4 separate regions of the Mus musculus genome follow, and regions 2, 3 and 4 are each linked to region 1. A link is a contact called in public HiChIP or PLAC-seq data. All regions are on one chromosome and are shown on one strand. Each heading gives the region's core, a stretch centred on a gene start, on an enhancer-like site or on the middle of the called end of the contact. The rest is flanking DNA. Distances are from core to core; before and after follow the strand shown. Region 1 has its middle 25 kb from the start of Tmem260. Region 2 holds the start of Naa30 (N(alpha)-acetyltransferase 30, NatC catalytic subunit). Region 3 holds the start of Ktn1 (kinectin 1). Region 4 has its middle 4.3 kb from the start of Gm23470.

Region 1 (5,431 bases), core at 329-2,828:
CACACAACCCTTCAAGTCGATTCTGCTGGCATCTGATCACAGCAGCAGGAGAAGCAACCAGTACTCAAGGACAGTCACAGATGCTCCCAGGTTGCTTTTAACTGCCTGGGAGCTGAACTACATACAGCATTGCTCAGTTGTGAACTCGGCCGGCCGGGCCGCAGATGCCCTCAGCACCTCAGCATGTCACTAGCAAAGTATGAGAAGCAGAGCTAGCCTCAGGCCCCCCTGTTGTGTGACACACCATTCACTTAGCCTTTCTCAAATGGTTATTGCGGCTTTTCCTCTGCTACTAAATGAAAAGGTGACCTAAGTCTTAATTAGCATTCCCTACCTAGTGTCACATACAGTGATGCCTTCTAGTAAAAGGTTGGGGGATAAAGAACTAAAGCTCCATATGTAATAGCCAGTAATGGGCACACATGTTTGTAAATGTTTGTTTTAATACTAATGTCAGATTATTTAGGACCTAATCCTTCCTGTTGATTGGACTGAGCATACATGGGGGGATAAAGATTTCTATCCCTACATTAACACATTTTATGAATTTCAAAGCCACTCCCCCCAACCCCACTAAAACACAAGGTCATGAACTAATAGAATCCTCATTTTCTGAGTGTTTTGGTAATCTGCAGAGGAGCCCTATAGACGTACTAGGTAAACAAGTCGCCTGAATTCTTATGAAATGCATCAGACCAGTGAGTGCGCTCCTCGGAGCATCTGCAGGAAATGGAACAGAAGCAAATGCTAAGAAGCACTCTGCTCCAAGCCACTTATGTAACCGTGCTGCCACAGATTAAAATTAAGCTATTCGAGGCCACCCCAAGCCCCCAAAGAGACTAAAAGGAAAGAGACTTAGATCTTTTCATGCCTTCTCCCCACCCCAGAGGATTACAGCGTCAACCTTATAATCATTAGTAGCTGCAATCCTGCTTGATCTTCTGCCCCTGTTCCACCGTTCAGTCTATCTCCCCTTCCCTCTACCACACGAGTTTTTGTTATGCATCTGTTTTTCAGACCAGTGAATCACCATTTCATGGATTAAAAATCAAAAAAAAAAAAAGTTCAGGAGTCTGGAGAAGATTTCTTAGAGGGTAAAAGCCCTTGCTAAGCCTTACTGAGTTCAGATCCAGCACCCATATAAAAAGCCACGCATGGTGGCAAGTGCCTATAACCCCGCCCGTTGGGAAGCCAAGTAGGGGAGGCAGGACAATCTCTGAAGCTTGCTGAAAAACCCAAGGTCTCCAGACGGGGTGAGAGATCCTATTCAAGTGATGTCCTCCTGTGGTGTCCAGCACAGACAGACATGCACACACACACACACACACAGACACACACACAGAGGCACACACAGAGGCACACACATTAAAGTCCAGAGTGGAGTAAAATCATCACTTTAGCTTTCAAAAAGTCCTCCGATCAGCTGTCTTTTGTGCTCAGTTACTGTGGCTTCCTACCCACACCGAAAGAAGCTCCTATCTCCCCCCTCATCTTCAGGGCTTTGCTGCTCTCTGGCAGCAGAATGGCCCACTTACACTTCCTTAGAGGCTGCCTGACTGGGGTGCATTAGCCTCAGAGAACTGTGCTCAGTGGGGGTTTCCTGTCACTTTCCATCATCTGTCCTTTGCTATCTGTGACTCACAGCCCTGGGACAACAGACAGCCCTTCCCCCAAGAAAGTCAAAGCCTGCGGTCTCTGTCCCGGTGTGACGTGACCGCTCTGAATCACAGCCTCCTGGACCCTGCACGCCCTTCCTTCCCATCTGAAGTGAGAAAGGCTGCTGCAGCCTGGTCCCAGAGCTGGGACAAGGGGACTTCACACTTCAGAAGCCCCAAGTCAGTTGTATGTGTCCAGGCAGGAACTTTAAATAGTAGAGTTTCCCTTTTCAGGGTGGATGGGGGGGGGCGGGGAAAGTCTGTAATGTCAAATTCTTTCTCGAAGTGGAGATCGACTATGTGCTCCATCATTTTATTTCTTCGTCTCCCATCCACCCTGCTCCTCCTGCTCTCTCCTTCATGCTCTCCTCCCCCCACCTGCACCCCCCACTGTCCTTCCTGCTCCTCCCTCCCGTCGTCTCCATTCTACCCTCTTCCCCCCCTTTCCTCTCTAGCCCTTCCTTGCCATCCCCCACCGTTGCCATTCTGGGCTTCCTGTCCTCCTTTCCCTCACACCCTCTCTTCCCCTTTTTATTCCTTACACTCCCACTGCCGGGAGTGTTCCTCTGTTCCTGTTAAATCATCTGCATTCATCTTTGTCATATTCAAAACCATCCTCCACACAGCCTCCTAAGGAGTCTTTCCATAGAAACATTGTTATGTTATTCCATTCCTTAGGAGTCTTCACTATTTAAGTCCTAACGTGACTTAAGGGATCAAGCGCCTTCCTTGTCCGCTGGGAAAGCAGAGTATGGTGGGCAGCTAGCTCGTGTTATTCCTTCCTGAGCATGAGCCACGTGCACAGACTAGGAAGAGGTACCTTCGCTCCTCGACCAGATTAGAAAAGAGCAAAAAACCGAAGAGGCTCTGCATACAGAAATGACTAGGCTAGCCCCTTTCTCTAACAAAACAAAATAAACAACAACAACAACAACAACAAAACTCGAAACTGTACTCTTGGCCTAGCTAGCCTGGCCTTCATCCCCTTAGCTTCTCGATTACAATTACTGAATTTCCAACTATAAAATCATTCCTGTTCTTGATTGTTCTTATCCAGAAGGAACTACTCCTTTAAACCTCCCCAGGATCTCCCAACAACAGCCCTGGCCTTGCCCTCCAGCTCCCTGCCACCAAACTACTCTGAACACCAAACTGCCTTTCACTGGTTCGTCCAGCAGTAAGCTGAATACATTTATCTACCCAGCTTAGGAGTGCTTATCAATGGTATTGGCCTATTCTCTTCAATGTACTTCTATCTCTCACAATGCATGCTCTGGTCATACACAGTAAAACTATGGTGCACGCCTTTAATCCCAGCACTAGGGAGGCAGAGGCAGGCAGATTTCTCAGTTTGAGGCCAGCCTGGTCTACAGAGTGAGTTCCAGGACAGCCAGGGCTATACAGAGAAACTCTGTCTCAGAAAACCAAAAAACCAAAATCAAAACCAAACCAACCAACCAAACAAACAAAAAAGACTTCAGAGCGTGTTCATGTTGTCTTAGTGCAGTCTCCTGTGCCTTGTATTAGCTCCAGCTGGAGCCTGTGCACAAAGCTTCCTCCTATTCTTCCATAAGCGTCCCTAAGCCCCAGCCACTGTTTGGCTATGGGTGTCTGTATCAGTTTGGGTCATCTGCTGGGTAGGGTCTCTCAGAGGACAACATGCTCCTATCTGCAAGCATAACAGAGTATCATTAATGATGTCAGGGATTGGTGCTTGCCCATGGGATGGGTCTCAAGTTGGGTCAGTTATTGGTTGGGCATTCCCTCAGTTTATGCTCCATCCCCCTTGCCTGCATTTCTTGTAGTCAGGATAAATTTTGGGTTGAAAGTTTTGTGGGTGGGTTGGTGTCTTCTATTGCTCCACTGGGATTCCTGTCTGGCTACAAGAGGTGGCCTCTTCAGGTCCCATAGCCCCGATGTAGTGATTCATAGCTAAGGTCACCCCCATTGATTCTTGGGTGCCTCCCTTATTCCAGGCCTCTGTCTTATCCTGGAGATGCCCTGCCTGCACCATCTCACCCTGATCACTTGAATATTTCCATTCATTTTCATGGCCATCTAGCCATCTCTGCTAGTCAAAGGACACTGTCAATAAGACACATCAGCAGCCCACAGATTTGGAAAGGATCTTCACCAACCCTACATTTGACAGAGTGCTAACATCCAAAATTTATAAAGAACTCAATAAGGTAGACACCAACCACCCCAATAACCCAATTAAAAATGGGGTACAGAACCAACCAGAAAATTCTCAACAGAGGAGTCTCAAATGGCTTCTGAGAAGCCTTAAAGAACTGTTCAAAGTCCTTAGTCATCAGGGAAATACAAATCAAAATTACCCTGAGATTACCACCTTACACCCATCAGAATGGCTAAGGTCAAAAGTTCAAGAGACAGCAGATGCTGGCGAGGATGTGGAGCAAGGGGAACCCTCCTCCATTGCTGGTGGGAGTGCAAACTTGTACAACCACTTTGGAAATCATTTTGACGTTTTCTCAGAAAACTAGGAGTAGTTCTACCTCAACATTTTTTTTTAAATTGGACCTTTCTAGATAAGCTGTTCTCCACCTAGACTCATCTAAGGAATTTAAAACATGTCTGTGCTTCTTCTCAGCCCCAACCCCTTAAATTTTGCACAGGGCTTGGGCACTGGCAATTTTCAAAAGTTTTCATAGTAAAAGACAAACATTGGTGATCTAGGTCCAGGAAGGATTCTATGTGCTTTAAAAGCACAAAGTAATTCACAGCACTAAAAATGAGCAATAGATAGACAGAAAAGCTACTTCAATAAATGATGACTGAAAACTGAACACATTTTATGAAGCCCCTTAGTCTGTCTGTGTAAGCACCGAACCTTCCCAAATGCAAAGGGAACACATGCTCAGAGTCACAGTAAAATTGAGGCTGTAGAGTTTAAAACATTAAACAATTTGGAAATGTATCTTGTGTGCATAGGTCAGAGAATATTGAAATGAAATGGGGCCAGAAGCTAATAGATGGAAATATTTCTACCTGAACATCTCTCCAGGAGGCAAAGTAGAGATTACAACCAGTTTGTCTACACAAGTGACAGGCGTACCAAGCACACCGCCATTGCCAGGGCGATCGGCTCTAGTTCCTGTGAAGGTGAGAGTAATATCGGGCTCATTAATTGTCTACATTTCCGATATGATAAGACTTCAGTGGATGGTGTTAATTAAACAACAAAACAACTCCTCTTGTGGTGGTGTGCATTCCAAGTTAGAGCAATTAATTCACTCACTTAAACTGATCAAGATTTAATTACCATCACTCTGTGCAATTACTCCATAATTAAAGTAATTTGGTTCCTTCCACTTGCTGACAGTGTCACTGAACAGCCATTCACAGCACCAAAAGAAGTGATAATTAACTTAAAGAATAGCTCAGGGCTGTTTTACGCACACAGGCTCGCTGCTGATTATTCCTAAAGACCCCAGAATGAAGTTAAGCATGGAAAGAAGAATCCTGGGATCGTTTTAAAGTGATGATGATGATGATGATGATGATGATGATGATGATAATAATAATAAATAAACAACACCTTAAGGCTTGCCCCTTCTCCCCAAAATAAGGTCCCTAGAAGCTTACACACTTCTTAGAAATTTAAATGATGGTGGCTGCCGTCACTATAACCTAACCATAAATTAGTGTCATGTGCAAAACAAACAACTTGAAAAAAATTAAGCACTTAAATATTGGTTAGGGCTAATTACTGTGGGAGATTAGAGTCTACTTGGCAGTTGGTAGGAGTGGTA
Region 2 (5,243 bases), core at 84-2,583, 750 kb before region 1:
AGCTCTTACCTTCCACACAGTTCCACGGAATACCTGGGAAAAGTGCGCACCTTCGCGCCTCCCATCTGTAAGGTACTATGAAAATGAAGGATACATCCACGGCCACACTCCGGGCCCTCACACTCCCTGCCCCGAGTGGCCTGGATCTCTGCTGGGCTCACCCTGTTTTCATTCCATCCACTTACCAAGAAACACAGCTGTGGCCAGTTGTGGATAAAATATCTATACGTATAAATGGAGTAGGGTTCAGACAGATCTTTGGTGATCAGTCTCATGATATCAGGCATTTGGAGCTCAGATTCATATCGGACGTATCGTATCGTCCGATCCTCCCCGGGCTCGGCCTCCCTGCCCTGGGAGCTCCTTAAACTGCAGCCGGTGGTCAGAGACGAAGACAGCAGCCGCACCTGCTCGTCCATCTCCTCCTCCTCCTGCTGCTCGGTGCCCTCCACCAGTCCATTTCGGGCCGCAGCGGGGTCGCTCGCCGCCCCCGCCGCCGCCGCCGCTGCCTCTGACCGGCCGGGGAGTGCAGTTCTTGCATTGTTGGGGACCGAGTGGGGAGGTCTCTCCCCCGGGTGTCCCTCGGCTCCTTTTGTGGCAGTCACTTTGGAGGCCCCGTCGGGGGCGGCCGCCTCCGCTGCACTCAGAACCTTACTCTTGAGGGTCGCCGCGGCCCGGAGGTGTCGCAGTTCTGGGCCGATCAAGCCGTTGAGCTGCTGCTGCTGCTGCTCCGGAGGCAGCTGCGGGCAGCGAAGGCAAGAACGCGCCTTGGCCGAGGTCGCCGCCTCGCCGCCCGCTGGGCTCCCGCAGCCGCCTTCGTGCTCCTCGTCGTCCTCCTCGTCCTCGCTGCAGCAAGCGAGCGCGGCCCCCGCCGGGAACGGGCAGCGGAGCTCCGCCGCCGCTGGGGCCGCAGGCGCTGGTGGTGGGAGGAGGCTGCTAGGCCCAGGCGGTACCTCCGCCATCCTAGAAGCGACACAGCCGAGAGAGGAGGCCATGAGAGGCGGCCGACCGGCGCCAGGCAGCGCGGACTGGCGGGCCGGGGGCGGCCGAGGCGGGGGGAACAAAGGCAGAAACCGTCCCTCACCGAGTGTCCCCAACGCCGCGCCGCCCCCACGCCGCCGCGCCGGCCACCGTCCCTGGCCGCCCGAGCCCCGCCGCCGGCCGTGTCACCGCCTCCCACCCGCCCCTCCTCGCGGCTCACCCCGCGCCGCTCCCCGCCGCCGTTTCCGCCGCTCCTCTCCCTCAGCCACCGCCGCGCCGCAGTCGCCTTCACCGCCGCGGCCGCTCCGCCGCCACCACCGCCACCGCTGTCGCCGCCGCTGCCGAGCCTCTCACCCGGCCGCCGCCGCCGCCGTAAAGCGCCTCGCCTGTTACCCCGGGTAAAGTTTCCTGGGCCAAGCTTTACGACACTTCCCTGCCTGCCGGCTGCCGGGCCAGAAAAGGGGGCGTGGAGGGAGGTGACCTGTGCAGGGGCGGGGCCCGAGGTGTCTCCGGAGGGCTTCCGGGAGGCCGCGTGCCGGGGGTGGGGCTCTAGCCTGGGGTTCCAGAGGTTCCTGCGGAACTCGCCCCGCAGCCTCCCCGGGTGGGCAGGGCTAGGTGCCCTGGGAGCTGCTGGCTGTTGACATCCAACCTCTAGTGCCTTTATGCAGCTGTACTGTTACAACTTTTGCTCTGACCTGGCGCGTGGGGCAGGGAGCGCCGGCTACAAAGGCAGCAAATCCCGGCCTGGACCGCGAATTAGAGGGAATTTAAAACATTGAGCTGTGAAGATAGCATTTTGCAATTTAAAAAAAAGAAGAAGAAGAACCTTTACCTACCCCGTTGGGACAAAAGAATGGCTAGTAGTCTTGTTGCCCCATTCCTCCACCCCAAAGATTGAAGGCATAAATGTGACAAACAGGTGCCGGACAACGAAAGGCAACAACTGGGGGAAGCGACAGAGATGGTGGCGGCTAACAAGCGTACTCCTGATTTGTGGTTGTAATTGTGTTAGGTTGGGAAGCACCTGGTAAGAGTTCACGGGATCCTCCCATGTGATATGCTAAGCAGGTGTAAAAACTTTGAGCGTGTGGGTTACCTCTGCTCTAATCCACAGCTGGTAGTTTTCTGCATATCTGATCTGAGAGTTGAGTAACTCACACGCATACTAATCAAGTTACTTATTAACTTGTAGGAGCTGAAGAGATGAGTCAGCAGTAAGGAACACTAGGGTTAGATTCCCAGCACCCAAATGGCAGTTCACAACTGTCTGTAATCCCAGGTCAAAGGGAGGCTACAGCCTTTTCTGGCCTCCAAGGGCATCAGGAATGTGCACAGATACGCCTACATACAGGCAAACACCCATAACAAGTTTAAAAAGAATAAAATGTGTTAGATAGCTTTTTTATTTATTTCAACTGATTTATAGAGCTAGTCAGGTATGCCCAAGATTCATGTTTTCAGAGATAGGCTTTTATGACAGGTGTTTGCAACTTTGTGCCATAATCTAAACTGAAAAAAAAAAAAAGTGAGCTGCAGTAGTCAGCACATGTCTGGAATCCAAGTACTCAGAAGGCAAAAGTAAAAAGCTATGGAATTCAAAGGAAGCCTGGGCTGCATAGCAAAACTGTTTCTAAAAATAAATACTAAGTAAAAATAAAAATAAATTTCAAGTGAGATTAACCTGCACTGTGGCATGGTTTGAGACACGAGGGTGACAATCCTTTTCACTAAGACTATTAAAGGACACCACCAGCTCAAACAGAGAGACTCAGCCTCTAAAGATGATAAAATGTGTAAGTATCTACCAAGTATTGTACAAAGTGCCCTCTATACACTACGACTTTTATGAGTTCGTGTCTTACAAAAGTACATTCCTGTATAAACAGGCATGAAAACACATATATATTTCAGTTTTCTCAGTAATATGGAAGAAATAATTAAGTAGCTATAAATTTGAGAATGACTAAATAAGCTACTTTGCTTTTTTTTTCTCTGTATGATGTGTGTGCCAACGTGTGTGCCTGTGTATGTTGGTGAGTGTGTGTGTGTGTGTGTGTGTGAACACACGTGTACAGGTATGTTCAGGCCTGAGGATGCTTGACACGGATGTTAGAAATCCTCCTCCATTGCTTATGTGCCTTGTTCTTTGAGGTGAGCTCTCGAAGTTGAACCTGAAGCTCCCCAGTAGAGCTAGTTTTTCAAAGCAGATTGCTCCAAAGATCCTTCTTTCCCACCTGCTCAAGCTGGAATTACACGATCCATCACACCCACCCAGCATTTACGTATGTTCTGAGGACTTTGAACTCAATAGAGTTCACTTGCATGGCAATTTAGCCATCTCACTGTCCTAGATTAAAATAAAGCCTACTACTGTTAAAGTATGCTATTGTTTTCAAAAACAGAAAGAAATATTGCTATTGGTTCTCTTGTAGCTCCTATGACTCCTCTGAAAATTACTCCCACAATTATTCACTATAAAATAACCATTTGTTATGTGTGCTACCTAGCCTTAACTTGACATAAGCTAGAGTTAAGAGAAAGGAGGGAACCTCCATTGAGAAAATGCCTCCTTAAAATCTGGCTGTAAGGTATTTTCTTAGTGATTGATGTGGGAGGGACCGGCCCATTGTGGGTAGTGCCATTCCTGGGCTGGTGGTCCTGGCATCTGAAAGAGAGCAAGCTGAGCAAGCCATGAGGAGCGAGCCAGTAAGCAGCACACCTCCATGGCCTCCGCATCAGCTCCTGCCTCCAGGTTCCTGGCCTGATTGAGTTCCTGACCTGACTTCCTTTGATGATGAACAATGAAATGGAAGCATGAGCCAAACATCCTCCCCGGCTTGCTTTTAGGCCCCAGGGTTTCATTGCAGCAGTAGAAACCCTACCTAAGACCATTTTGGAAAAGTTGAGTTTCTAAAGGTATTTCCATGGAAACACATCCTAAAGCCAAGCTAATGAACCGCACCTGTACTCTCAGCACCTGGAAAGCAGAAGCAGGAGAACTGCCACAAGTTCAAGACCAACCGAGTCAATATATGGAGTTCTAGACTAGGCATGACTACGGAATCAGTATGGCATAATCCTCTTTGTCCTCTTCAAAAAACACAAAACAAAATTAATTTGCAAACCCAAGCATGGTGACATGTACGTATAACCTTAGCATTTGAGATGCTGAGGTAGGAAGGTTGCAAGTTCAAAGCCAGCCTTTGCTACAAGGTGAGTTCAAATTGAGCATGGCCTATGTGTAAGACCCTGTCGAGAAAAATACAATACAATCATATCTTTAAACATATGACTATGTCATTTAAAGATAAACATTTAGCTCAGATACATAACCACCTATAATCCCAGCATCCAAAAACCTGAGGGAAGAGAATCATGATTTTGAGATCAGCTTGGGCTACACAGTAAGAGTCTATCACACAAAAGAACAAATATAGGGGCTACAAAGATGGCTCTGTGATTAAGAGCACTTGTCACTTTGTGTGGGGGGGGGAGGTTAGATATTTTCTTTATTTACATTTCAAAAGCTATCCCAAAAGATCCCTATACCCTCCCCCTGCCCTGCTCCCCTACCCACCCACTCTCACTTCTTGGCCCTGGCATTCCCCAGTACTGGGGCATATAAAGTTTGCAATACCAAGGGGCCTCTCTTCCCAGTGATGGCCGACTAGGCCATCTTCTGCTACATATGCAGCTAGAGATACGAGCTCTGGGGGTACTGTTTAGTTCATATTGTTGTTCCACCTATAGAATTGCAGACCCCTTGAGTTCCTTGGGTGCTTTCTCTAGCTTCTCCATTGGGGACCCTATGTTCCATCTTATAGATGACTGTGAGCATCCACTTCTGTATTTGCCAGGCCCTGGCATAGCCTCATATGAGACAGCTATACCAGGATCCCTTCAGCAAAATCTTGCTTGCATATGCAATAGTGTCTGGGTTTGGTGGCTGATTATGGGATGGATCCCTGGGTAGGGTAGTCTCTGGATGGTCCATGCTTTTGTCTTAGCTCTAAACTTTGTCTCTATAACTTCTTTCATAGGTATTTTGTTCCCTATTCTAAGGAGGAATGAAATATCCACCCATTGGTCTTCCCTCTTCTTGATTTTCTTGTGTTTTGCAAATTGTATCTCGGGTATTCTAAGTTTCTGGACTAATATCCACTTATGAGTGAGTGCATATCTAATGACTTCTTTTGTGATTGGGTTACCTCACTAAGGATGATATCCTCCAGATACATCCATTTGCCCAAGAATTTCATAAA
Region 3 (5,653 bases), core at 949-3,448, 770 kb after region 1:
TGGATTTGCCTTCAGAGACCTTTAAAACCACATGCGTAAGAGGTTACTTTCAAACACCTGAACATTTGTACCTCCCCCGCCCCCACCTCCTGCCATTCCTTATTACACATGAGGTCAGATTCCTAAAGCAAACTCTCCTGGAACCACTGAGTTTACTAATTTTTATTTTTTACAAAGTATTGAAAAAATCTTTTTAATTAAAAATTTGGCCATTAAAAAAAAAGCATAGTAGGCATACAAACAAAAATACATATTCGAGGGCTAGAGGTGTCAAAAGTATATATGGCATGCTCAAGTTTCTGGCTGACCCCAGTGAGTCCCTCCCTGGAAAAACGATACATCCTCCAAAGAGTTCAAGTAAAATTCCAGCTAAAGACTGACTGACGGTCAATCTTACCATGCGTCCTCTAGAAGCTGAGCCTCAGAACAAGCCCTTTACTTGTTAGGTCTTTATCAAAATCTAACAAAAGATCAAAACCTACAAACTAGCAAGCCTGTACACTGCTCGGGGGGTGAGGGGTTTGTGTGGATTTTGCTTATTAGATTTGTTTAGGGGGAAACTATATCAGAGAAAGAGGCTGCTAATACTTAGGGAGGTCATAGAAATATACCAATAAAATAAAACAAACCAACGGCTTTCCATAATGCTGACAATGAATCAAGAAAGGATTATATACTGGGTATCCTTTGTGATATTAAAGTGTTTAATACACTTGAGGAATTTTCCCGATATATTTGAGTGTGTGTCTCAGTAATGTAGAACACCTTATTCTCTAATGCACCTGATAATTAAGACATGTATGTCTACTGAGGGCTACAAAATTCAGAGACGTTTCTAACTCAGGGTTGGCATGGGGAAAGAACCTACATAATTAAGCCTAGCTATTTCGTGTAAGGTCTCTAAAAGAAAGGTGGAATGGGAAAGAGGCTTATTTACCAAGCAACACATCAGATATGAAAGGCTACCGCGGCACATACAGAACACAGGTCAGCCGGAATGCCCCAGGGCAGCATGGACAGATTATCTCAGGTCTCATCACCAAATGCTTTTACCCACACCAGAGCCACTGCTGCCAGTGCTTGCGGGTGAGGGGAGAAAACAAGTGCAACCTAATTCAGGCAAAAAAAAAAAAAAAAAGTTAAATCACCCCTAAGTCACCTGCTACACAACTCAATGTCTAGTTCACCTTTGGGGAGCTCCTCTTTACCTGGGTGTGGAGCTGTCAATTTCTCAGAACACTCCAAAACTTTGAACTATTCTATTCGGCCCGCAGCTTCTGAAGCTATGCTAATCCACATAGCTGCTAAGGAATCCACTTCTAGCAGTGGCCCTGCTGTTAGAATCCGGGTTTCCGCCTCCTCCCAGAAGGACCCGAAGACACTAAACAGCGCACTTTTTGACCTAAACCGAGAGGCAGCCGGACAAAGAAGAGAACGCTGCTTCCCAAGCCCCGGTCTCGGATGGCCGAACTCTGCTCCCTTACGCCAAAAGCGGCCAGATCCGGGACACCCCAAATTCTATTGTTGGACACCAAGGCGGACACACCCCTGGGAGAGAGGGAGAACTTCGCAGGATTTCCCCTAACTCCCAGGACCGGGTGGTGGGAGGGGCGGCGCTCCGGGACAAGCGAGGGGAGAGCCGCTCCAGCATGGCGCACGCGTGGCCCAGCCCGAGCCCAGGGCGCCCGAGGCGAGGCGAGGCGCTCCCTCTGGTCACCCTCATCAGAGCCTTAATCCGCCAGCCCGCCCTGGGGCCTGCGAGCCCAGCTAAAAATAGGCTCCTCGGTCACCCCGCGGCCCTGGCGGATCGACCTCGCCCTCAGAGGAGATGGCCGGGGAGCTCCGGCCACTCGCGGACCTGGGATCGGACCTTGCAGCCACGGGGAGATCGCCGAGCCAGAACCCTGGAGCCCGAACCCGCAGGCGGATCCTCGGAGCGGGCCGGCGGCGGCGCGGCCTGGGCGGACGCTGCACACTGCGACCTCCGTGCGAGGCCTACCCCGCGAGCGCAGCCCCCCGCCCTGCGCCCCGCGCCCGCGCGCCCTGGAGTCCCCGGCCCTGCTCCTCACCCTGCGCAGCCGGGTACCAGGCCGGGACGATGCAGCGGCGCGAGCTCTACCTCCTGGTCAGCGCGCTCCCAGGCCCCGCCGCAGTAGCTCAGGTGCCGTCGCGCCGCCCCGCAGGAAACGGGCGGCTTCGGGGCGGGGCGGCTCCGCACGTCCGGGCGTCGCGGCCAGAGGGGCCCGGAGACCGGCCCCTTAAAGGGACAGGTCCGCGCAGCCGGCGGCCTCCAGATGCCCCGCGCTGGGCTGCAGAGACGTCACCCTCCGCCTGGAAGTCCCTGCGGAATCCCTTCATCCATTCAACCCTACTCTGCCTCCCCCAGTCGGCCTTGGTCTCACGTGACCCTCGCACAAAAGTACCACTTGGCCCCCGACACGGGTTGATTCCTTTTAACCGTACTCCAAGTTGCTAGACATACACACACACACACACACACACACACACACACACACACACACACACACACACACACACGGCTGGGATTTCTCCTCCGAAATCCGCAAAACGAGGAATTTATAGAGCCGACCTAAATAAGTTGTGTGCAAATATTGTAAGGCTGCAATGCTTGCTGGCTGCTGGCCATTCCTTAAGCAAGGTTAAATAACTAGAAACTGCAGCGCTAAGAGGGGTTGACCAGAATCTCTGCGTCTCTCTGCTCTTTGCTGCGAGGATGGAAGCTTTTTCTCCGGTGTTGCTTTTTAGTGTTTTATTATTATTATTATTATTATTATTATTATTATTATTATCTCAGACAACGCCAGTCACTGCCCTGAACATATCTACAACATACTCTAAACTCTCCTCAAAAGTTACCAAATGATTGGCACGCTTCTAGAGTGTGGGGTAGAGAAATAGAATCAGACTCACCATTACCATTACCCAGGAGCAATCCTTAATGATTGGAGCATCAGATAAGTCTCAACATTAACAACAGAGAATGTCCTCATCATAGGCTAGTTACAAGAATGCTGCGCATCTGTCTGCGTTCGAATGATTTCCGCCCAAGCTTTCAGAGCTCTTCAAAGCAGAAATGAAAGCTGAAGCGTTTGTAGCAACAGCCTGATGAGGTATTGAGAATTCCACCAGTGTCCAATCACCACTTCTCAAGGAGCTTGCTCTTTTCCTTTCTCATGAGTATTATTCAGCACTCACCAGCTCCAAGGCCAGCAAAACACTGTTTCTGAGCTGCTGTCTCTTGAACCTGTAAGTGCCAGAAGATTTGGCTTTGTTGGGAAGTGAGGCCATTAGTAGCTTAATACAAAGTGTAACTGTATCATTTCTGTAATGGAATGTAAAGGTTCTTGAATAGCTTACAAACAACTCTGTAATTGCGCCCCCTCCACCCACAAAAAAGTTTCCAGTTAGATTTTTTTTTCTGACATTAGGAAAAGGACACCATCATTTGCATACAAATGATACATAGGTTCCTTCGTAAGTTACATAGTAGCATGGTCTTTAGGGAAGCAATCCTCCAAACGTCTTACTTCTTATAGTCGATACAGAAGTATAAATGCGCCAGCCACTTCTATTCGGATGAACTTTGACTTCTCAAAGGGGAACAGCTGGATGCTTCCTTCCTATAAGCTTTCTAATTGCTCACATCAAAACAAAAAGATGTACTAGATATGTTACAGGTGGCAAGCCCTATTGGTATTTAAGACTAATCCTCTAAGTTTTGAAGTATAGTAAAATGTAACATAATTAACTATAGTTAACACACATAATTAACCTAAGTTATAATTAACTGTGACTGCTGCTCACTACTCACCGATGTCATGTCCATGTCGCTGAAACCCACAACTAACTTGCTAAAAGGAATTAGCACTCCCCATCTGAGTTATCTCTTAAAACAATCAGAAATTAAACCTTATTGAAAACTATAAGGTATAATGTAGCTACCGAAAGACTATTTCTCCCCTCCCCCCTGCGCCCCCCCCCCCCCCCCGGACAAAAAGCACAGTTTACTGCTTTTAGCTTGTACCAGTTTTCTTCTTAACGGATTTTGGGGAAGATTTGAAGGCATGCAATATATTGATAGATGAAGAGGCGCCTGCCCATTCCTGTTTTGACCATGTAGGCTTCCCAGAATTGGGGAGTTCTGTAGAGATCAGAGTAGCATCTGAGTAAGAGATTGTATCTCACTCAGCCAGCTCAGGGAAGGCAGAGATAAGCATTGAAGTAAAGCAGCTCACAGTACTGGAAGGGAGGCTGGAAGGATGCCTGCCTTCATCTGAATAAAGGAGGAAGAAGGTTCTCAGAAAGTTCAGCTGCAGATCTACAAGGAACCAGCTCTCAAACAGAGGAACTGTTGGATCCATAGGGGCTTGCGCTGTGCCCTTTGTTTGGGAATCTTTTTTTTTTTGGTTTTGGTTTTGGTTTTATGAGACCGGGTTTCTCTGTGTAGCCCTGGCTGTCCTGGAACTCACTCTGTAGACCAGGCTGGCCTCAAACTCAGAGATCCACCAGCCTCACGCCCGGACAGAATTAACATTATGCCAAGTTTTTGGACCCACTGTCTCTTGGAGCCACTGATCTTAAAGCTCTAAATTCCCTCTTAAATCCCACTCCTGGCCTTAGTGGCACAAGCCCTTAATCCCAGGGAGGCAGGGGCATGAGGATCTCTGAATTCGAGGCCAGCCTGCTCTACAGAGCAAGTTCCAGCAAGAAAATTCCACTGCATCACTGAGAGACCCTGAGACTAGATGGAGAGAGAAACGACTCAACTGGACCCCTAAACTTTCAAGAGGCTTCCCCTTCTAGGACGCCACTGTTGAATAGACACCCGCCACCATGTTTTGCTGGTTCAACAGTTTTAAAAGCTACTTTTTGGAACTCATATATATTGTTTGGAGAATGTCACAGTTTAAAAAAAAAAAAAAAAAAAGGAGCAGAGTCCAAGCTCTATTTCAAGTTGTTATTCTGTGAAGGCTACAAAATGATTTTTCCTGATGACAAGCCGGGTGACACAGAGCTCTGGCCGGCAGCCCTCTGGCGTCCTAAGGGGCCTCCATTCCATCAATCTCCTCTGCTGGCTCTCTTGTTCACATGTCTTGCTCTCCGCACTGGAGCTCTCTGCTCTCATTCTTGCCCTGTCACTCTAGCTCTCCCTGGCTCTCAGTTATGTGAGAAGTACCCACTGATGGGTTATATGTCCACCAGCGAAATGAGCCAATTCAAGCCAGACTAGATTATAGTAAAGGCGGGTTTATTGAGAAGTTGCTCTGCAGGAAGTTCACTGGCCCCGAGGATGGAGGCCAGGGGAGTCGCCATGGGGAGAGGGGGAGAGGGAGGGAGGGATTGAGGAAGAGAGAGAGAGAACAAAAGTTTAGGGTCTGGGTTTGCCACGTTGAGACTGGAAGATGCGGGGAGAACCTGGAGGCCAGGTCTGCTTTGATATATAAAATATGCACCTCAGCCCCTTCCTTTCCTTGGGTCTGAAACTGAACACCCACTAGGCAGTGTGTATCTACCCATTAGATACCATTCCTGCCAATTTGTTTCTATACCCACAGCAGGGTTCTGCTGCACTCCTTAGCAAAGTGACCAGTGACATTCCCGGCCACAAAGCATCTTAGAGTTCATTTGGTAG
Region 4 (5,709 bases), core at 133-2,632, 580 kb before region 1:
AGATAGCCAGTTGGGGCTCTGTCTCCCCTGTTATTTGGTGATTTTAGCTAGATCTCCTAACATACATAAAATGTATTTCAGGGAGCTTCCACTGTAGTAGATTACAATAACCACCCATAAGATGGCCCCTTCAATTTGGCTGTCTCTCCCTGTATTCTCTTCACCTTCCTGCTTGATCTTCCCATTCCAGTCCCTACCCACCACATCAGTTCCTAACTATTTAGCCTATTTCTCTTTCCTAGAAAGATCACCCCCAGTAGAACATCTGCAGTTCTGTAGGTTATAACTTGGTCATCAAAAACTTAGCAGCAAATATCCACATATAAATGAATCCATACCATAGTTTTGTTTCTGGATCACTAAAGGGCATTTTTTTCTAGTTCCATCCATATTTATCTGCAAATTTCATGATTTTTTTTAGCAACTGAACAATATGTCATTTGTAAATGTACCACATTTTCTTTATCCATTCATCTATTGAGGGGGACATCTAGGTTACTTCCAATTTCTGGCTGTTATGACTAGAACAACACAATGAACATGGTTGAGCAAGTGTCTCTGTGGGAGGACGAGGCATCTTATCCTTTGGGTATATGTCTGAGAGTAGTAGAGCCAGGTCTTGAGGTAGAGCAATTCCCATCCTCTTGAGGAACCACTACACTGATTTCCATAGTGGCTGTACAAGTTTGCACACTCACCAGCAATGGACAAGTGTTCCCTTCATTCCACATCCTTGCCAGCACGAGCTATTGAATTTGGCCATTCTGACAATTATAAGATAAAATTTAGATTTGCCTTTCCCTGATAACTAAGAGTGTTTAGCCAGGCAGTGGTAGCACACATCTTTAGACCCAGCAGAAGCAGGAGGATCTCTTAGTTCAAGGCCAGCCTGGTCCACATAATGAATTCAAGGACAGCCATAGTTACACAGAGAAAGCCTGTCTCAAAAAACAAAAAACAAAAAAAACAAAACAAAACAAAACGAGAGAGAGACAGAGAGAAGAAAAGGAATGTTAAACATTGTTAAGTGTTTACTCAGCCATTTGAGGTTTCTCTTCTGAGAATTCTCTACTTAGATCTGTACCCCATTTTAAAAATTGGGTTATTTGATTTCTTGGTATGCAGGGTTTTTTGTTTGTTTGTTTGCTTAGTTTTTCTTAGTTCTTTATAAATTTTCAATATTAGCCCTCTGTCAGATGTGTAGTTGGAGGGGTGGGGGGATTTCTCCCATTCTGTAGGTGCCTGCTTGGTGTTCTTTGCCTTACAGAAGCGTTTCAGTGTCATGAGATCCTACTTACAAGTTGTTGACCATAGTGCCTGTGCTAATCGCGTTCTTTTCTTGTGCTAATGAGTTCAAGGCTGTTTCCTGTTGTGGAAGGGCCTGGTGCTATTTGTATGTTGATGCTAAACCACTCTCCTGGGAGGGACAAAGAGTGAGTCATACTCAGGTGACTTCGTGTGAACCAATCCACTAATGAATAAAGGAGCCAATCACTGGGCAAGTAGGAGGGACTTCCAGGTTGGACAGAGGAAGAGAGGAAGCAGGAGAGAGTTAGGATCTTTTGGGGAAGAGATAGCATGAGGACAAGATGTAGCTACGAGTGTCTCCTGGTTTCAATGATGGATCCATCAGGATTTGCCACCAGAGGATCTAGACTTAATAAGGCTTACAAGATTAGGATTTTAGTTGCTGCACTCAGCAATTGAGTTACCTGTCATTTCTGAACTAAGTTTGTGCTGCTTTTTCCTTCATGGGGCGGCTAGTCCAAGTTTAGGAGAGAAAGGCAAAAGCATGGGTTTGCCTGAGGTGCACCACAAAGGCCATGGGGGATTTGAAGCAGAGTTGGGGTGGTAGTAACCCACCAGTGGGAACCTAGCAAGCTGGGTGGAGAGATTGTGGAGTTCTGAGTCAGATAAAAACAGGTCGAACATTGCCTTCCAGTGCATGACCAGCTGGGCCACCGGGGCAGAGAGTTGCCAGAACAAGCACAGGAACATGCCAAATCTTTTTAATATTCCCTGCAACAGTTTTCCACTCTCTCTTCTATCAGGCTCAGTGCATCTAATTTTATGTTGAGGTCTTTGATTCATTTGGAGTTGAGTTTTGTGCAAGGTGGTCTGTGTGGATCCATTCAGCTTGAAGATGCTGTCTTTTCTCCCAAGTGTGTATTCCTGGTCTCTTCATCAAAAATCAAGGGCTTGCTTATAGGTGTGGGGATTTATGTCTGGGTCTTCAATTAGATCCAATTGATGAACATGTCTGTTTCTGTGCAATAACACTGTTTTTACTACTATAGCTCTGTAGTCCAATTTGAGGTTGGAAATGGTGATACCTCCAGCAGTTCTTTTACTACTCAACATTATTTTAGTTATGCTTGGTATTTTTGTGTTTCTGTATGAAGCTGAGAATTGTCCTTTAACGGTCTCGTGAAGAATTGTGTTGGAATTTTGTGTTGAATCTCTAGATTGCTTTTGGTAGGATGGCCATTTTTACTGTGTTATCCCTACTGATCCATGAACATGGGAGATCTTTTCATCTTCAGTTTCTTTCTTCAACATCTTAAAGTTTTTATCGTTCATGTCATTCACTTGCTTGGTTAGAGTTACCTCAAGATATTTTATATATTATTTGAGGCTATGATGAAAAGTGTCATTCCCCTGACTTCTTTCTTGATCTGTTATTTGTATATAGGAAGGCTACTGTTTTATGAGTTAACTTTGTATCCAGCTACTTTGCTGAAAGTTTTTATCAGCTGTAGAAGTTTCCTAATAGAAATTTGGGGGGGGGTCACTTCTATATACTATTATGCCATCTGCAAATAAATACACTTTGATTACTTTGACTTCCCCCTTTCCAGTTTGTATCCCCTTGATCTCCTCAGCTGTCTTATTGCTACAACATTAAGTTCCATACTGAATAGGTATACATAGAGTACACAACATTGTCTTCCTCCTGATTTTAGAGGAAATGGATTGAATTTCCGTTTAGGTGATATTGGCTGTGGGCTCAATGTATATCACCTTTATTATGTTGAGGTGTGTCCCTTGTATCTCTAATCTCTCCAGAACTTTTATCATGAAAGGGTGTTGGATTTTGTCATAAGCCTTTTCTGCATCTAAGGAGATGATCGTGTGGTTTTTGTTTTTCAGTTTATTTATATGGTGGATTGCTGATTTGTGGATTTACAAATGTTGAATCATCCCTGGATCTCTGGAACGAAGTCTATTTGATCATGTTGGATGATCTTTTTAATGTGCTCTTGTTGGTTTGCTAATATTTTCTTGAGAATTTTTGCATCTATGTTCATAAGGAAGATTGGTCTTTAATTCTCTTTTTCTTGGGTCCTTATGTGATTTTGGGTATCAGGGTAACTGTGGCATCATAAAATAAATTGAGCAATGTTCTTTCTGTTTCTATTTAGTGGACTAGTTTGAGGAGTATTTCTTTGGTAGATTTTTAATTACTGCTTCTATTTCACTAGGGGCTATAGGTCTGTTTAAGTTGGTTGGTCTTGATTTGATTTTGGTAGGTGGTAAATAACAAGAAAAATTATCCATTTCTTTCAGATTTTCCAATTTGGTAGAGTACAGGATTTCAAAGTATATTCTTAAGATTCTCTGGCTTTCCTTGGTGTCTGTTGTTATGTTCCCTTTCATCTCTAAGGTTAGGTGGAGCTTTCCTCCCTGTCTTTTGGTTAATTTGGCTGAGGCTGTCAATTGTATTGATTTTTTCCCAAAGAACCATTTCTTTGTTTCATTGATTTTTTGGGGGGGATTGTTTTGTTGTTATCGTCATTTCTATTTACTTTGCCCTGTTTGATTATTTTTTGTCATCTACTCTCTTGGGGTATGGTTTCTTCTTTTTCTTCTAGAGCTTTCAGATGTGCTATTAAGTCATTAGTATGAGCTCTCTCTCCAGTTTTTTTTTATGTAGTCACTTAGTGATATGAACGTGCCTTTTGAAACAGCCTTCATGGTTCTCACTGGGCACTTTGCCTTTTTGTTTTCGTGCAACTCTAGAAAGTCATTTATTTCTGCCTTAATTTCTGTCTCAACCCACTTTTCATTCAATTGTGATTTGTTCAGCTTTTTGGGTTTGCAAGCTTTTGGTTGTTTTTACTGTTATTCTGTGGTGTGCAGATAGGATGCAGGGTGTTATTTCAACTTTCTTGTACCTGTTCAGGCTGGCTGTGTGTTGAGACTGTGATCAACTTTGGAGAAGGTTCCATGAGTTACTGGAAAAAAAATGTATTATTTTGTGATTGAGTGAAATGTTCTGTAAATATTGTCCAGTGCATTTGCTTTCTAAAACTTCAGTCAGTTCCAACATTTCTGTTTAGTTGTTTGTCTGGATTACCTGCCTGTTGGTGAGAGTGGGGCATTGAAGTCTCCTACTTCAGTGTCTTCTTTATGAACTGAAGATGCCGCTGTGTGTGGTGTAGAAATGTCAAGACTTAATATCCTTTTGATGATGCTATCCTTTGATGAGTATGTAGTATCTTTCCCTATTTCTTGTGATCAGTTTTGAAGACTGTTTTGTCAAATATTAAAATAGCTATACCAGCTTGCTTCTTAGGTCTATTTGCTTGCAAAATATTTTTCACCCAAAATTTACCCTGAGGTGATACTATCTTTGATGTTAAGGTGTGTTTTTTTGAATGCAGCAGAAAGATGGATCCTGTTTTTGCATCCATTCTGTTAGTCTGTGTCTTTTCATTGGGGAATTAAGGCCATTGATGTTTAGAGTCATCAATGAGTAGTGTTTGATGGTTCCTGTTACTTTGTTGTGTGGTTTTCTTTTTCCCTCTCTTGATTTGCTGGTCTGGGAATATTTCTTTCTTGTGGAGTTTTTTGGTATGGTTAACCTCTTAAGGTTGAAGTTTTCTTTCTCTTGACTTCTGTAGGACTGGATTTGTAGATAGAAACTCTTAAATTAAGATCATAGAATGTCTTTTTCCCCCCTCTATATATTGTGATGGAAAGTTTTGTTGGGTATAGTAGTCTGAGCTGGCATTTGTATTTTTTAGAGTTTGTAGAACATCTTTCCAGGCCCTTTTGTCTTTTAGAGTCTCCATTGAGAAGCCAGGTGTTATCTAATAGATCTACTTTTATATATTACATGATATTTTCCCTTTGATGCTTTTAATATTCCTTATTTGTTCGGTATGTTTAGTATTTTAATTATTATGTACCAGGAGAATTTCTTTCCTTGTCCAGTCTATTTTGTAATCCGTATGATTCTTATACCTTGAAGGCACGTCCTTCTTTAGGTTAGGAATTTTTGTTCTATAATTTTGTTAAAAATATTTTTGTGCCTTTGACCTGATTTTTTTGTTTTATTTTGTTGTATTTTCCTCCTTTATCTGTTCTTACTATTTCTAGATTTGGTCTTTCATGGTATCCAAGAGTTCCTGGATGTTCTTTGCCTAAAGTTTTTTAGATTTAACATTTTCTTTCACTGAAAATGTTCTTCTACCTTGTTTTCAGTGTCTGAGAGTCTCTCTTCCATTCTTATATTCTGTTATTGTAGCCTCTGAGGTTCCTATTCAAGTTCCTAAATTTTCCATTTCCAGATTTCCCTCAGGTTTTTTTTTTTTTGAGAATATGGAACTCCTAATGATAACAGCTAACATAACAGTCATAGAATACTCCTGTGGTATATGCTGCTTTAATCTGTACATGAACTCTTCAGCAGATATTGCTGCTATT

Evidence for each region. HiChIP or PLAC-seq counts read pairs in DNA pulled down with a chosen protein or histone mark.
Region 2: a contact with region 1 is called in an H3K4me3 HiChIP or PLAC-seq map of bone marrow-derived macrophages, with 7 times the contacts expected there. The contact joins the promoter of Naa30 here to the enhancer-like site in region 1. A contact is called at or near these places in 6 of 115 datasets of contacts at active chromatin or transcription factors (the 230-238 cell line, bone marrow-derived macrophages, embryonic stem cells and 3 more) and 2 of 9 other capture datasets (liver and macrophages).
Region 3: an H3K4me3 HiChIP or PLAC-seq map of bone marrow-derived macrophages shows a contact between it and region 1, with 6 times the contacts expected there. The contact joins the promoter of Ktn1 here to the enhancer-like site in region 1. A contact is called at or near these places in 1 of 484 Hi-C or Micro-C datasets (bone marrow-derived macrophages) and 5 of 115 datasets of contacts at active chromatin or transcription factors (bone marrow-derived macrophages, embryonic forebrain, embryonic limb bud and 2 more).
Region 4: a contact with region 1 is called in an H3K27ac HiChIP or PLAC-seq map of epiblast stem cells, with 6 times the contacts expected there. The contact joins two enhancer-like sites. A contact is called at or near these places in 4 of 39 promoter capture datasets (cranial neural crest, embryonic stem cells, pre-B cells and 1 more), 3 of 484 Hi-C or Micro-C datasets (bone marrow-derived macrophages, cerebral cortex and cortical neurons) and 5 of 115 datasets of contacts at active chromatin or transcription factors (embryonic basal ganglia, embryonic stem cells, epiblast stem cells and 2 more).

What each region holds. Positions count from the first base shown.
Region 1 is chr14:48,418,413-48,423,843 of GRCm38.p6, reverse strand. No RefSeq gene overlaps it. Among named protein-coding and RNA genes, the nearest start is that of Tmem260, 25 kb to the left of the region's middle. Within about 2 kb of position 1,578, at least 116 of the 459 cell types and tissues checked have an H3K27ac peak or open chromatin away from gene starts, as enhancers often do. A contact at or near this core is called in bone marrow-derived macrophages, epiblast stem cells, memory CD8 T cells and 1 more, where this site is marked.
Region 2 is chr14:49,168,336-49,173,578 of GRCm38.p6, reverse strand. Naa30 (N(alpha)-acetyltransferase 30, NatC catalytic subunit) reads right to left here and starts at 1,333. Exons shown (of 5, transcript NM_027492.2): 1 at 1,202-1,333; 2 at 186-963. The coding sequence starts at 962.
Region 3 is chr14:47,645,856-47,651,508 of GRCm38.p6, reverse strand. It overlaps Ktn1 (kinectin 1), which reads right to left and starts at 2,198. Exons shown (of 39, transcript NM_001347527.1): 1 at 2,070-2,198.
Region 4 is chr14:48,994,649-49,000,357 of GRCm38.p6, reverse strand. No RefSeq gene overlaps it. Among named protein-coding and RNA genes, the nearest start is that of Gm23470, 4.3 kb to the left of the region's middle. Within about 2 kb of position 1,382, at least 19 of the 459 cell types and tissues checked have an H3K27ac peak or open chromatin away from gene starts, as enhancers often do. A contact at or near this core is called in epiblast stem cells, where this site is marked.